Linked DNA regions of Sus scrofa: region 2 is linked to region 1. A link is a contact called in public Hi-C data. All regions are on one chromosome and are shown on one strand. Each heading gives the region's core, a stretch centred on a gene start, on an enhancer-like site or on the middle of the called end of the contact. The rest is flanking DNA. Distances are from core to core; before and after follow the strand shown. Region 1 holds the start of POLD1 (DNA polymerase delta catalytic subunit). Region 2 holds the start of SYT3 (synaptotagmin-3).

What was found. Hi-C and Micro-C count contacts between places; a contact is called where the count stands out from the background.
Region 2: a Hi-C map of liver shows a contact between it and region 1, with 5 times the contacts expected there. The contact joins the promoter of SYT3 here to the promoter of POLD1 in region 1. A contact is called at or near these places in 2 of 47 Hi-C or Micro-C datasets (epiblast stem cells and liver) and 1 of 2 datasets of contacts at active chromatin or transcription factors (alveolar macrophages).

The regions. Positions count from the first base shown.
Region 1 is chr6:55,246,523-55,249,110 of Sscrofa11.1, forward strand. It overlaps POLD1 (DNA polymerase delta catalytic subunit), which reads left to right and starts at 1,277. Exons shown (of 27, transcript XM_003127364.5): 1 at 1,277-1,385.
Region 2 is chr6:55,448,040-55,450,627 of Sscrofa11.1, forward strand. It overlaps SYT3 (synaptotagmin-3), which reads right to left and starts at 1,283. Exons shown (of 14, transcript XM_021094805.1): 1 at 237-1,283. It overlaps C6H19orf81 (putative uncharacterized protein C19orf81 homolog), which reads left to right. Exons shown (of 4, transcript XM_021094808.1): 3 at 216-355; 4 at 1,182-1,542. The coding sequence ends at 1,377.

The DNA of each region.
Region 1 (2,588 bases), core at 27-2,526:
GGACCATAAGGGCATTGTGCTAAGTGAAATAAGAAAAATAAATACAAAACCGGTATGATATCACTTATATGTGGAATCTTAAAAATGCAACAAACCAGGAGTTCCCGTCATGGCACAGTGGTTAATGAATCCCACTAGGAACCATGAGGTTGTGGGTTCGATCCCTGCCCTTGCTCAGTGGGTTAACGATCCGGTGTTGCCAGGAGCTGTGGTGTAGGTCGCAGACGTGGCTCGGATCCCGCGTTGCTATGGCTCTGGCATAGGCTGGCAGCTACAGCTCCGATTAGACCTTTAACCTAGGAACTTCCATGTGCCACAGGAGCGGCTCAAGAAAAGGCAAAAAAAAAAAAAAAAATTACCTTCACCTGCACCAGGGCCTAAGGGGCCACGGAGGTGAGCTAGATAGATGGGCAGTCCTGCCTGAGAGTGAAGGAGGTGTTGCTTGGAGGGATGGGGACTGAAAGGGTTTTTTTAGGGGGAAGAGAGGATGGCAGAAGTAAGAATAGTTACAAGCGACTGTCCTATTCCTTTTTTTTTCTTTTTCTTTTTGCCTTTCAGGGACGCACTCGCGGCATATGGAGGTTCGCAGGCTAGGGATCTAATCGAAGCTATAGCTGCCGGCCTATGCCACAGCCACAGCAACGCGGGATCCGAGCCGCGTCTGCGACCTACACCACAGCTCAGGGCAACGTGGGAGCCTTAAGCCACCCACTGAGCAGGGCCAGGGATCGAACCCGCAACCTTATGGTTCCTAGTTAGATTCGTTTCTGCTGCACCACGACGGGAACTCGCCGACCGTCCTATTCCAAGTGGTGTGCCTCTTACCCTACAAGTCATCTGCCAACCCTGAGCTGAGTCCAGTTTACAGGTGGGGAAACTGAGGCCATGAGCTAGACCAGGTTAGGATCTGAGCATTCACTGGCCTGTCACTACGTGGAGGTCAGGCCGTGGGTGGAAGAATGAACAGGGAGGAGGTGATCCTCCCGACACGGCCTCGGACAGCAGGCAGGTGCAGAAGAAGAGATTGTGCGCCCAGCACCCCAGGTCTGGCGGAACTGGGGCGGAAGGGGGCAGGAGGCCACCGCCGCTGCGCACGCAGTAAACACCCGGGCCCACGACGCGGCTGCAAAAAGGAGGTGTGGCCTCCTGCCGCAAAGGTCTGGCGGGCGGGGTTTGGTGAGGATTTGTCGGCCAGGAGACTAGGCCACGCCCTCTGCTGGGACGGAGGGGCGTGGCCTTGCCTTGGCGGGGGGACGGGGCGTGGCCTCCCCGTGTGGGCTGGAGGGGCGTGGCCCGGCTCGGCGCGCGGTGGCTCTGGGCCTGCGCACGCTGGAGTCAGGGGTCACGGCGGCGTGGGCTGTGGCGGGAAACGCTGTTTGAAGCGGGTGAGTTACGGGAGAAGGGGAATTGCCGGGGACTCCGCCTGGCAGTGGAGGCGGCTTGAAGAGCCGGGCGCTTGGGCCTGGGAGAAGGTTGTGAGGCGTCTCGTGAAGCGTGGCGGCGAGGGGGATCCCCCGCCTTGGTTCGGGGCGCGCGAAAGAGAGGCAGGGGCCAGTGGTCGTGGGCGCGTGCGCGGGGGCGCGCGGGAAGATGACAGGGGTTGGCGGGGGCCCCTTCCGTATGCAGGGGCTCCAGCTCTGGGGACTGGGGGTGACGTACCCTGGAGGGTCTTAGGGGCTGCGCGTTCCCGAGGCATTGGAGACTGAATAGTGCACATGGGGACCTAGCGTCATCTTTTATTCACGAAATGTTGAGTGCTCAGTGCCAGGCACTGTTCTAGAAGCAGAGGCTACCACCGGAACAAGGTAGAGAAGACTGTGTCAGGGGGAGACAGACAGTAGACAAGTAGTAAGGATAAAGTAATGCTTTCAGCTCGTAATACGTTATCCCAAGTGAAGTAAAACAGAGCAGCCTTCTTTAGCTCGAGTGATCAGACATCGTCTCTCTGACGAAGTGACATTGGAGAGCGATCGGGCAGGGGGGACAAGCAAGTGCAAAGGCCTGGAAGCAGGAAGGGGCTTGGGGTGTTTCTAGCTGGAGGGAACAGTGAGGCTGGAGATCTGATGGGGAGTCGGATGCCGAGGAGCCTTGTAAGTCTCGGTGTGGCGTTTAGTTTTTATTCTAGGTTCCTTGGGAGCCAGGGGAGGTTTGGGGCATTGGAGGACCATGACCCTCCTCTGTGTTTTGAAAAACAAACTCCCTGGCTGCTGATCCAGGGTGGCATTGTAGCAGGAGCAAGAGTGGAAGGAAGGGCCAGTTAGGAGGCAAGAGCGGGTGGTTGGTGGCTTAGCCTGCAGTGCAGGTGGGCAGACTCCATCCGCACAGGTTGTCTTTGGGGTTTGAGCTGGCATGACATGAGCGTACAGGGAGGGGGCGCCCAGGGTGAGCAGCGGGCTGGAGAGAGAAGGTTGAGGGGAGCAGGTTTGGGTGTGAGGGGGCAGGATGATGTCAGGGTCTCAGCCTCCTGGCCACACCTGCTTTTTCTCCCCTCTTCCTGCACTTTCCCACTCTAGCCCCTTAGGTTCCTACCCCACTTCCTGCCCCACTCCAGGCCTGTGCCTGCCACACCCTTCCCTCCTCCTGCAATG
Region 2 (2,588 bases), core at 33-2,532, 200 kb after region 1:
AATGACAGTGGATGTCTTTCTCCCTGAAGGGTTCCTATCCTACTCACTCTGGCAAAAGGAACAAGATCCTGGGATCAAATGTGATTCTTGCCCCTCAAAAGCCACCTGGGACTCTGGCAGGCTCTCCAGGTGGGGCCTCGGGTGTGGACTTCTGAAGCCGGGTGTCACGGGCTGAGGCTCTTTCTCCGACCCCCCTCCCCCCACCCCCGCCCCAGCCGGAAGAGGACCTTACCCACCTGGAGGTGCTGGAGGCGCTGGAGGCCGAGTTACCCGGAGCCATGGAGAGCGGGCGTGTGAGCAGCATCCGCTTTGAGAACATGAACGTCATCTGCGGGACGGCTGGGCGCCGGGACCGGTGAGCCCTCAGCGAGCGCAGGGTTTGGAGCTGAGCGGAGGAGCAGGACCGCGGCGAAAGCCACGATGGGGCAGGGCCGGGGCTGAGCCCAGAGAGTTGGGAGGGGGCGGAGTCGCCTGCTGGGCGGGGCCGAGGCTAATAGGAGGGGCTGGCGGACCACAGGCCAGCGAGGGGCGGGGCGGGGAAGTGCAGGCAGGCAGAAGGCGGGGCCTAACGCACCCGGAGAATGGCGCGCTGAGTGTAAAGGGCCCGACCCCGCCGAGAGCAGGTGCGACGAGGGGGTGGAAGAGACCGTAAAAGATCTGGAGTGAGGAACCAGACTTTCAGTGACCCAGGGGATGGGCAAGACTGAGGTGTGGGGTCGGAGCATTGGAAGGCAGCTCCGAGGGAGCGGAGCCGGGACTGGGCACCTTGCAGGGGCCCGGCCGGAGTGACTGGGCGAACCTGGAGTATCTAGTTGGGGGCGAGGCCAGGAGATCTGGGACAGACCTGAAAGCCACCCTGAAGGGACCCGGCCTGGAGCTGCTGGGTGAGAGTAGGACCCCCGAGCAGCAATTTAAAAAGATGGAGTCTCGACAGAAGCAGGCTGAGGGGGAAGACGGGGCCTAGACTGACCCAGGTGAAGGTCGAAGTACAGGCTAACCTCGGCGAGAGTGCAGAGCTGGAGAGGAGTTTTAGGGACGTAGTGACGGGTTGAGGGACTGGAGTCAGTAAACGAGCAGGGGCCAGGCAGGGCCTCTGACAATCAAAGGCAGAGCTGCGACCGTCAGCGGTTCCCCTCCCGTCTCCGCCCTGCCCCTCTCCTCCTGGCCTCGCCCCCTCGCAGGTGGCTCATCATGGTCACGGACTTCCAGACTCGCTCGCGCCTGCTGCGCTCGGGACTCCACCTGCGCGGGCTCACTCGCCCTCTCGTGCGCCATGACGAACTGCTGATGGGCGATTACCGCCTGCACCTGCGCCGCTCCCTCGTCCGACGGCGCATGCTCGAGGCTCTGGGGGCGGTGCCGACGGAGGAAGACTGACGCTTGGGGGCGGACCCCGGCTGCGCTTGCGCACCGCCCTTCAGATGCGGGCTAGTAGCCCGGAACCCGAGAGGAAAGGGGTGTTGCCTCCCCAGGAAGGAGGCGGGGTCGGCTCGAGGGGGTGGATACTGTGAGTTTAATTATAAAGAATGACCTGGTACAAAAGCCATTTCTCTCTGCAAAATCTTGGTGGGGAGTCAGGAGGAGGGAGGTGATGGGAGGTAGGGATGAACCCCCATAACAATCCCGCCTCCCTAATCTTCCCCCAGTGCCTGCAAACAGACGCCTGGGTCCCAGTCCCTTGAAGGATGAACTCTGAGGCCCGAGCGCCTCGGTTTTCGGCGCGTGCGATCCCTGTCCCAGCGAGAACCAGACGTCCTCATCCGCCCCCCTCCTCTTCCTCCTCCCACCCCCCTTGGAAGACAATTCTCGGGCTTTTATTTCAGGTTTTTGTTTTTTTTTTTCTGGATTTTTTCGTGTGTGTGTGTTCTATTTTTTTTTTCGTATGTTTTTGTTATTGTTCCTCTTTTTGCTTTGTCTCTCCTCTCCGCCCCGCGCTGCCCCCCATCCAGTCCCTTCCCCCTCCCCACCCCAACCTCTCCTCCCCCCTCCCCACCCCCCACACCCTCCCCAACCCCGCGGCACCCATCCAGAATGAACAAGCCCTTGATAGACGGGCACCGCGCAGGCCCCCTGCGGACGGGGGGCATCCGACAAGGGGGAGGGGGCGGGTAGGGGCCCAGCGCGACCTCCGCCCGCTCCTCGCTACCCCTCCCCCCTCCCACGACCCTCCCACAAGGTTCCCGCAGATCCCTGACGTGGTGAGGGGGAGAGGGCTACAAGCGCCCTCCCCACCCCGTGGACGGAGCGCCCCCCCCATCGGGGGTGGGGGCAGCAGAGGGGGAATGGGCTTGGGGGAAGGAGGGGAAGCTCCCTTCTTTGGCAGCTGAACATGAGGGGGACCTGAGGGCGATGCCTTCCCCTTTGCCCACAGTGGGGGAGGGGGCTTTCCAGGGGAAGGGTGGCTTAAAATTCCCAAGCCCCAGGAATAAAGGGAGGGGGGTGCGTGCAGGAAGGAACAGCCATGCTGGAGGGACGAATTTCTTGGAGAAACACAGGTTAGGAGACGGGAGGGGCGGTGTCTTCGTGCAAAATGGATGGACCAGAAGGCTGGGGGCCGCGAGAGGAGAGAGGAGGTGAAAGAAGGCAAA